Linked DNA regions of Mus musculus: regions 2 and 3 are each linked to region 1. A link is a contact called in public HiChIP or PLAC-seq data. All regions are on one chromosome and are shown on one strand. The core of a region is the stretch at or near the end of the contact, and the rest is flanking DNA. Distances in the headings are between cores, read along the strand shown.

What was found. HiChIP or PLAC-seq counts read pairs in DNA pulled down with a chosen protein or histone mark.
Region 2: a FOXA1 HiChIP or PLAC-seq map of pancreatic cancer cells shows a contact between it and region 1. The contact joins two enhancer-like sites. A contact is called at or near these places in 1 of 484 Hi-C or Micro-C datasets (double positive thymocytes), 9 of 115 datasets of contacts at active chromatin or transcription factors (bone marrow-derived macrophages, double positive thymocytes, embryonic stem cells and 2 more) and 1 of 9 other capture datasets (embryonic stem cells).
Region 3: a FOXA1 HiChIP or PLAC-seq map of pancreatic cancer cells shows a contact between it and region 1. The contact joins two enhancer-like sites. A contact is called at or near these places in 4 of 15 datasets of contacts at CTCF or cohesin (embryonic stem cells, large pre-B cells and stem cell-derived epiblast-like cells), 44 of 484 Hi-C or Micro-C datasets (B cells, the Ba/F3 cell line, DN2 thymocytes and 31 more), 23 of 115 datasets of contacts at active chromatin or transcription factors (the 230-238 cell line, SST interneurons, T-cell acute lymphoblastic leukemia and 17 more) and 1 of 9 other capture datasets (bone marrow-derived macrophages).

What each region holds. Positions count from the first base shown.
Region 1 is chr4:149,819,097-149,822,259 of GRCm38.p6, forward strand. No RefSeq gene overlaps it. Among named protein-coding and RNA genes, the nearest start is that of Gm42354, 30 kb to the left of the region's middle. Within about 2 kb of position 1,680, at least 109 of the 459 cell types and tissues checked have an H3K27ac peak or open chromatin away from gene starts, as enhancers often do. A contact at or near this core is called in the HL-1 cell line, bone marrow-derived macrophages, embryonic heart and 4 more, where this site is marked.
Region 2 is chr4:150,054,853-150,058,015 of GRCm38.p6, forward strand. Gm13067 (a long non-coding RNA gene) reads left to right here. Exons shown (of 7, transcript XR_390962.2): 7 at 1,974-3,163. Among named protein-coding and RNA genes, the nearest start is that of Mir34a, 12 kb to the right of the region's middle. Within about 2 kb of position 1,534, at least 23 of the 459 cell types and tissues checked have an H3K27ac peak or open chromatin away from gene starts, as enhancers often do. A contact at or near this core is called in pancreatic cancer cells, where this site is marked.
Region 3 is chr4:149,978,205-149,981,367 of GRCm38.p6, forward strand. H6pd (hexose-6-phosphate dehydrogenase (glucose 1-dehydrogenase)) reads right to left here. Exons shown (of 5, transcript NM_001291004.1): 5 at 1,270-3,163. Among named protein-coding and RNA genes, the nearest start is that of H6pd, 23 kb to the right of the region's middle. Within about 2 kb of position 1,692, at least 206 of the 459 cell types and tissues checked have an H3K27ac peak or open chromatin away from gene starts, as enhancers often do. A contact at or near this core is called in the HL-1 cell line, bone marrow-derived macrophages, embryonic heart and 4 more, where this site is marked.

The DNA.
Region 1 (3,163 bases), core at 430-2,929:
TCTCTCTCTCTCTCTCTCTCTCTACTTCCCTCCCTCCCTCCCTCCCTCCCTCCCTCTCTCTCTTTCTTTCTTTTCTGAGACAGGTTTCCCCTGTGTAGCCCTGGCTGTCCTAGAACTGCCTTTGTAGACCAGGCTGGCCTCAAACTTAGAGAAATCCACCTGCCTCTGCCTCCCAAGTGCTGGGGTTAAAGGGATACACTACCACCACCATGCCTGGCCTACTCCGCACTGTAAAGCAGTAAGCTGCCATCGGCTTCTGGCACCAGCCCCAGGAAGCTCAGATTGGTAATTCCAGTAAATACTAACACCCAAGGCTGCACCTAAGCAGATTAGAAACCACAGCCACAGGTGTTTTTCACTCCTGCTAGATGGAAGCCCTCAGCCAGGATTATAAGAGAAGGGGTTGGGGGGGGGGAGAGGGAGGTGAGACAAATGTGCATGCGTGCTAGAGTCACTGGTCCATGAAAGTTACTGCAGCAAAGGCCTCCTGCCTGCAGCCTGGTCTCCTGCTCAAATGCAGCTTCCTGCCTGTAGCACTCAGCCCTCTTCAAGCTGACCCTGTGTTTGATGGCTCCGAGCCTTCCAGTCCCCTGCAGATCCCACCGTCCCCTGTCCCCCACCCCCACCCCCACCCCCGCCGCCCCCAGACCTGTTCAGCTTGCATTTGGCTCTGCTTCCAACTCAGCACTGCCTGTCTGACCTACGCTGCCTCTTTAACCCTCTCTTAGACATCCCGACTATATTGTGATAGGTGGTCTGAGAGTTTAGTAATTACGATTAGAATCAGACAACCTGCGATTGCCAGCCAGCTACCAAGTGAGACTGGGATCACCTGGCAAATTGTGGCTGGCTTGTTTATTTATACATTTTGATATTGAGGGAAGACACAAGATTGTCTATGACAATGACCTGTTTCAGGAGTAGGGCTTTTGCAGATGTGACTAGAGAGCTTCGGATGCAGTCATCTTGGATTTGCGTGACCTCTACATCCCATCCCTGATGTCTTCCTATGAAGAGGATTGGACCCAGAGGCTAAGAGAGAAGAGGAGGCCAGTTGAGACCAGAGATTGGAGAATATAGCTGAGGAAATTGTTCTTCCACAGGCTGGAGAGGCCAGAATAGCTTCCTCCCAACCCCGCAGTGTCGCGTGTCGCAAAGAACACAGACCTGCTGATGCCTCGATTCTTTCCTTCTGGCTTGATGGGAAGTGATACTTTTCTGTTGTTTTCAGACACCCAGTTTATGGTAATTTGTGATTGGTGGCAGCATTCCTGAGAGGGAGATTGCTGTCTCTCAAGCATTTGCCTTAGAGCACGCAGTAGATGCTCATTAAAATCCAGAATCGCCTGTGCCACCATTCCTGAGGACACTGTGGGCAACATCAAGGCATCTATGTGAGCTTTCAGGGAACAGCCTGTGACCCTGCAGGGGACCCAGGTAGCACAAGGAACACCCTGGGTCTCCAAGGGTAGTCACTCAAGCTGACATAGTGTTTTGCCTAGCATTCCTGGCTGGAGCCCTGGAAGGACAGAGCCAGAGGGAGAGGGCAGAGTCTGCAGCTGGGGAAGGCAGCAGCAGGGTTGGGTTGAGGCTTTCAGGAGGAATGCTTACCACCCTGAGTCATGGCATGTAGGCCAATGGCCATCGCTGACACATCACACCCCAGAGGGAGGCGGGCAGTGACCTCATGCTGGTTGTCAAACACTCAGCAAGCCTCCCAGTACCGCCCAGTGCTTCAGCATTGCCCAGAGGGAGCTGTCTCCACCCCTCCCCTGCACACTCGGGCCAACAAGCAGGACAAGCAGACATTTGGGCCAAGACGTTAGATGCTTTTGGGGCGAGGTGAATGGTTTCCACTTCCCAGAGGGCAATGGGATCATAAACTCTGGAATACAAGCTACGCAGCTGCTGCAGCTGCAAAGAGCAAGCACTCTGGGATCAGCTTTGCAAGACTCAGTCCCTCCTGCCTCTTGCCTGTAAAAAATGATGGTTTACAGATGGGGAAACTGAGGCCCAGAGGCTCTACATCTCTGAACCAAAGGGCATCCTGGAATAGGAGCAGTCTGAAACTAAGAATTTATTTTGAGACCGAGTCTGCTGTAAACCCTGGGCCAGGATCCTCACTCTGCCCTGGGTCTAGGAGGGGCTGGAGTCAGTCTCTAGATTTTTGAGTTTTAAAATCTGTTTTTCTTTCTTTCTTTCTTTCTTTCTTTCTTTCTTTCTTTCTTTCTTTCTTTCTTCCTTCCTTCCTTCCTTCCTTCCTTCCTTCCTTCCTTCCTTCCTCCTTCTCTCTCTCTCTCTTTCTCTCTCTCTCTCTCTCTCTAGCTTATAGTTTTTTGAGACAGTGTTTCTCCATGGAGCCCTGGCTGTTCTGAAACTTGCTCTGTAGCCTCAAACTCAGAGATCCAGCTGCCTCAGCCTCCCAAGTGCTAGGATTAAAGGTGTGTGCCAACACCGCCTGGCTTTCTTTCTTTGAAGATTGATTTGTTTTCAAGTTGTATATGTGTGTGGGTATGTGCACGAACGCCAGTGCCCACAGAGGCCAGAAGAGGGTGTTATGTCCCCTGGAACCGGAGTTAGAGGTGGTAGTGAGCCACTTGACTTGGGTCCTGGCAACCAAACTGTGGTCCTCTGCAAGAGCAGCAAGTGTTCCTCACTGCTGAGCCGTCTCTGCAGCTCCTGCCCTGGAGTGTGATGTGTCAGCTGGCAGTGCTGAGGTGGGGACCCAGGACCCTCATTCACACTCTGTGCTCTGCTTCTGAGACTCGTGCGAGGTCCCAGGGAGCCTGGCCTTGTTACTCTTACCTGGGAGTAAAGGTGTCTGCTGGCAGCCATAATGCATATCCTCTCCTTAGAAAGGGAGGGAGGGAGGGAGGGAGGGAGGGAGGGAGGGAGGGAGAGAGAGAGAGAGAGAGAGAGAGAGAGAGAGAGAGAGAGAGAGAGAGAGAGAGAGAAAGAGAGAGAGAACACTTTTCCCAGGCTGTGGATTTGTGGTCTTTACTTACGACCTTGAACTAGAATTTTAGCAGAGCCCGCTAAGACAGGAAATGTAGCATCCAACATGGAATCCCAAACATCCAGGCATCTTGAAACCCTAGCCTGCCCTCCATCCACCAAGGAGAGGGTTACAGCCTTCACTACAGCTGTGCCAAGTTGGTCCGCA
Region 2 (3,163 bases), core at 284-2,783, 240 kb after region 1:
GACTTGTTTTCTCATAAGCCTAATTATTACACTAGGGTGAACCCTTCTACTTTTCCTCAAATATGCACCAAACTAACTTATGTCTGTGGAACAATCTAAAAGCACATCGTCTGGGTGTGGGTTAGCCCCCAGTCCTCAGTTCCTGAACCCTGGTCCGGGCTTCAGCATCTCTCCAGACAGCTTGACCCATCTTGCCATGAATCATTCTCTTCTGGTCTCCCCTCAGGGTGGCTAAGAGGTTCAGATTCAGATGAGGAGGGGTTATTCATTCCCAAACAGCAAGTCCACCCATATCCAAGGCTGTGTGTGTGTGTGTGTGTGTGTGTGTGTGTGTGTGTGTGTTTTCGCTCGTACGCACATGCATGTGCATGCCCTCACAAGCTTTAGAGTGTTGCCACGTTGACAGAGTGAAATAATACATGAAGAACAGGCATTTGCTGAGCTCCTTCATACAAGCGCCGGCAAGAATAGCAGCCGTTACCTTATCTAATGCTGTACCGATGTTCTCAAGTCCCCGACGTAGCCCTGTTTTGAGTCGTATCGTCAGGAATAAGTGTAGGCACAGTAGAGCCGGCTTGGCTTCTTCATGTCATGTGAGTCAGTGTGGCTCGGTGAAGGAGCCAAATGGCTGCAAAGGTACCTAGAAGCTCGGGCCACAAGATTGGTGGGATCCATCGTCAGCATCACCATCGTCAGCATCACTGCTGTCCTTGTGGTGGGCTGTGGAAGTTTCCCATTGCTGTGTATCAGATCAGCACAAACTCGGTGGCTTTAAGAACACATTCTTGTCAACTCTCTCCTGGGTCAGGAGTCCTAGCACAGCTTCCCCGGGGCCCTGTTCAGAGTTGTCATCGAGGCCTTATCTAGAGTCACCTGGGAACAGGTGAAGGTCACTCACTTGCTTTGCAAATTCCTATGTTCAAGTGTACCGAAGCCACTGGCTTCCCTCCCAATGCTGACCCTGGCCTTCGCTCTGCTCCTGGAGGCCTCTGATCCCACAGGCCTCTTCCTTGGCTCTCAAACCCCAGCTGCTCATTTCTGTAAAGTGAGCAGGAGAAGTCTTTAGCACCCATCTCCCAACAACGGAGGGAATTGTTTTGAGGTAAGAGCTTGCTAAGCTCAGATTCAACCTGTTTCAGACTCCTAACTCCTGAGTGTTGAAATCACAGGCATCTGCCACCATGTCCAGCAAGAGGCTTGCCTGGCACGCACAGGCATCTGCCACCATGTCCAGCAAAAGGCTTGCCTGGCACGCACAGGCCCCCTGGTTAGATCCCCAGCACCACATAACCCAGGTGCAGTGGTATACACTTGTAATCCGGGGATGAGGGGAGGGAAATGGGAAGGTCAGAATTCAAGGTCATCCTTAGCTATGTATTGAGTTTGAGGCCAGCCTGGGCTCTGTGAGACGCTATGTCCAAAAAGCCAAACAAAAACAAGGCAAAACAATTCTACCAGGCTAAACACAAAGTCACCTCTTCTTCCTGAGCCAGACTGAACATGAGTCAGCGGACTGTGGTGTGCTCAACAGCCTAAAGGCTCAGCCTTGGGCCACAGGGCTTTTTACCCATGCCCACGTGTGTTCTGAAATATGTTCTCTGCTACCACTGATCCTGTGTGAATGTGATCTCCGCAGACCTCGCCTTCCCTTCTGTGCGGCTGCCTGAGTCCCTGAGGGTCCACACTTCCTTCCCTAGTTGGGTTGTCATTGAGTGTGAGGTACAGTCCGGTGCAGTGGAGGTCACCTCCAGTGTCAGGGTAAGAAGTGTGGTCAACTGACAACGATGCCTGCTTCCACTCCTCGGGCGTGTCAGTGTGATTGTGGTATTTACTTGAGCTGCATTTCAGCTGACTGCAGAGTTGGGAACGGGGGAATGTGTGTTTGTCTAAGAAGGGGACTGAGAGAGCAGCATTATAGCAGCTGACCAGAGGCTCTCACCCTGCCTTCTACACCCCTTTCTTCTTTGTTTCAGGAGTGTGTCCAGACAATTAACCACTGATGGACGAAAGCAAGAGAAATGCATTTTCTTGCAGTTCTGGAAGCCAACGTCTGCAACACAGCAGACTCCACCCATCTGTAGTCTCTGTGAAGGGATCTTGCCTCAGCTTCCGAAGACTGCCTGGGTTCGTAGACGCATCCCTCCTAGCGTATGCTGTGTGCCTGCCTTACATCTGTCTCCATCTGCCTGTCCGCCAGGATGCTTGTTACTGCGTAGGCTCCGCTGGTCTTTTAAGATTCACCTGCACAGGCCCTGGGATTTTTGGGGGTGATTCTTTGTGTTGTTGTTGCTAGTGGGTTTATCTACCTTTTAGTTTATATATATATGGGTGTTTTACCTGTAGGTATGGCTGTGTACCACGTGTGTGAAGTCCCCATGGAAGCCAGAAGAGGGTGTCATATCTCCCAGGACTAAAGTTACAGATGGTTGTGAGCTGCCATGTGTGTGGGTGCTGGGAATCAAACCCAGGCCCTCTGCTCTTGCAGCCTCGGGCTTAACTGTGCTCCATCTCTTTAGCCTCCTATACTATATCATCTGGATATGACATTTTTATACCCATACCATTGCACTTCTTGATTTATCATTGGTGTTAGGAGGAATAAAAACCCCTTCCTAATGACCGAGCACACAGAGAGCTGTCCCATGGGTCAGCCTCCTGGCTCTGACCCTGTCTCTGAGTGCCTGGGCAGGTGGACAACTGTGAGAACATCTGTGTATTTACCCAGACTAGTTATGGATAACTGAGCAGAGAAGGGAGAGCCGACCTCCCTTGGTGCCTCCCTGAAGCAGCCAGCAGCATTGGAAAGCGTGAGATCTGAAACTGGGGTAGGAGGGCAGATGTTGGGTTTGGAACATGACAGCAAGCCTGACCCTTGACAACAAGGGTAGCTCAGGAACGCCATCTTCCTGTGCGGTGAGAGCAGACTGGGTGTGCGGAGGCGCCGAGCTCACAAGGGCCTGGAGGGCAGAGTGTGGTAGCTGCGGTGCGGCGAGCAGAGGCTTTATTCAGGTCTCATAAGCCCTTTCTGTGTGCTGGTAGCTGGGTATTGACGCCATTGGGACGTCATGGCTAATTTCATTTCGGAATTCATGCCTGCCAGCTTGGGGGACTGCAGCCTCTCTGATTTGCCTGCACCTCAAAAGGGAACTTCAGAGTTCAACTG
Region 3 (3,163 bases), core at 442-2,941, 160 kb after region 1:
GCAGAGCTGCTCTGAGGGGCTCGCACACTCCGCGGGAGACAAAATCCAAAAAAGGTTCCTGGAAATTAAGCTCTAAGAAGTAACCCCATGAGGGTTTTCTGGAGGCTTCTTCATTCCCTTTTGCATGGCACACCCCCGACTCTCTGTCAGAGTCAGAGAAAGAAGGCAAAAGAGCATGGGGGAGCTCAAGGCCTGTCAGGCTGCGGAGGAGGCCCTCCTGGGAGAGCGCTAAGATATCAGTCCAAGTGGAAGGCAGCTCTGATTCCACTAATTTGGGGAGCAAAAGTGAGAAGAGAGTATTTTCTCCAGAGCAATAGTAAGCCGGAAATTGGGGCTGGAGAGCTGGCTCTGTGGTTAAGAGCACTGGCTGCTCTTCCAGAGGACCTGGGTTCAATTCCCAGCACCCACATGGCAGCTCACAACTGTCTGTAACTCCAGTTCCAGGGCATCTGATACCCTCACACAGACACATAGGCAGGCAAACATGCACATAAAAATTTTAAAATCATTTAAAAAAAAAAAGAAGAAGAAGCAAGAAATTAACAAGATGGGACTACTTAAAGTGCAGTTACCAGGAACATTTGCCTGGAATTAGAAATCAGGATCTAGCCTGGAGATGCTAACTGGCATGTCGCCCCAAGGAGGACAACTTCTGCCATTTGTATGCCCCTGTGTCCTTCCCATAGTGGACTCACAGGCCTACCCAAGGAACCTGACTCAGCCATGTGAGCCCTTCATGGGTCCCCTGGAAAGGAACAGGCCCCACAGGGTGCTGGCATGGCTTCTAGAATCTAACATACAGTTTCTGGACAACACTGGACATTTTCCCAGTTTCAAATCTTCAGTCACTAAGGCCCTGCCACGTGGCACACTGGGCTATTGGCAGGACAAGGTGTGCCTGTGCATAGCATTTAGCATCTGCCCATCAGTGGGGAGACCACAGAGCCACCAGGCAAGGTGCAGACTTTTGCTTCCATTGTTTCAACAGGGAGTGAGCAGGGTGCAGTTAGAAGATCCCAGGCGGGGTCAGAGCCAGCCCAGGGTTACGGCCTGCAGGCCAGTGCTAAGCCACAGCTACAGGGACCCTAAGGGAGCCAGAAGTGAATCCAGGGAGGGAAGGCTGTGTCCCAGACACAGTGACCACATGTCCCTCTTCCCTTCCCCAGGAACCTGGACACCTTGTCCTGTCTTCCCAGCCTCAGATCCCCACTTCCAGACAGGCAGGAGGCTGGCAAAGGCTGTATTCGTCACACTGTTTATCAACTCAATGTTAAGTGGTTTGCAAGCAACAATTTTTTAATGAAAATTTTTAAAAAAATAGAGGGTATCCCAGGTCTTAAGGCTGAGAGCTCCTTCCTGAGACAGATTCGTACACAGATGTGACTGATTGGTAAAGCCCTGCTGGCTGTGGATGATGGTTCAGAAAGTCTGAAGAGCAGCATCTTCCGTGGTCCTGGCTCTGAACATCACTCCTTCCTAACCCGGGGCAGAAAGGGAAAGGGCACACACAGGTGCATGCCAGAGAACACAGACAATGTCCCCCACCAACCTTTCCAATGAAATTTTATTTGTGCTTGCTTCCGGAAAGGAGATCTTTGGTATTTCCCCCACACTGGCCTCCCCTGTGCAGAGACTCCCCACAGACAGAGGCGAGTCATTCATCTGGATAAGAACGGGACATTCTAGGCTCAGGCTGGGCAGTGACTCACCGTTATTCAGAATGGTGACACAGAGCCTGGGCACCCTCTCTCCTGAGGCATGCAAGGCCCCTTGCTCTCTGATGTTGCAACTGCAGAAGGCCGAGTCCCTAAGAACTGATGAAAACGCACTGGGCTAAGACGCCTGAGAGGCAGTGAGCAAGAAAAGCGAAGAAAAGACGTTTGGCACTAAAACCCGCCTCCTGGGTGGAATGTGAGTGGTGGCACGTGGGCTCCCCCACATGGCTAAAGGTGGAACTTCACCTGCGACTACCTGCATCCAAGCCTGAGCAAAGCAGGCCAGGAAAGGACCCCAGGGCGTTCCTCTTTTCTGCCAAGGAATAGAGGTGTTCTGTCAGTCTGGGTCACTGGAGGTCAGAGTAAGCAGAATTTCAACAAGAGTGCCTTTCATACAGAGCCCTCAGCTCAGGCTACACTCTATGCACACATCTCTAGTGAAAGCAAGAATTCTTTTCCATGTGCTGTCTGGGAGAAAGTACAATCAAATAAAAGGAGAGAAACAGATTTCCTGACGCTCCTCATCACAGGAAACCTCTCTATGGGAAAATTCTGAAAGACACGGAGACTCTGTGACTGACACATAGGTAACTGTGAGGACGGGCCATCCTAACCCTTCTGGGCCTTCCCTTGTTCACATGACTCAGCAGGAGGCCTAAATGAAAACTGTATGTGCCCTGAAATGTTTATGTTGTTGGCCCTGGAGGGGACTGAAGTTAGGAGCTGCCTGTAGTGTTCCCAGTGGTACCAGGTTCGTCAGTAAGAATGGTGGAGATGCCCGGCAGAGGAGGGGCTGCTGCCAGACTTGAAGCCAGAGAGAGGTAGTGTGAGGAGGGCTAGCTGCAGTCTGCCCTGATGCTGGCAATTGGCCACATAAGCCCTAGAAAGAGGCTGTGATCTGGAGTCACCCCCGACCCAGGAGCAGACAGAGCCCTCCCGTCTAGATAGATCAGAGATGCCCGACAGCCCAATGACAGCATAACAGTTCTTAGTGGGAAAGGGAGCCCCGGTCTCTAGATCTGGGGGAACTTCTGACGTGGCAGTGTCTGTGTCTGTAGAGAGGGAGAGGCTGAGGGGTAATGGGGAATACTGAGGACAGTGGGTGTCCTCCCAGAGTAGACAGAAGCTGCCCGGAGGAGCGCTGGATCTCAGCTAGGTGCACAGAGGGATGATGGGATACCAGAAGAGGCAAGGCGCCCGGTGCAGGCTCAGGATTGTGTCTACTCTGCTGGCCTGGCTCAGAGCAAGACATTCACCAGGAGTCTCTGCACCCTGCTCCCCATCAACACTGGCCCCTCTTTCCACAGAAACCAGTTTGAAGATCGCAGGCCAGTCTTGGCAGGCCACTTTGGTTCTTTAGCGTGGAGCCTTCGCCCAGTCTTACTGTGTGTTGTAGCTACTGGTGTGTAACTGCTGGAGGCCTTAGTCCCTCTCCTATCTGGGTTTTG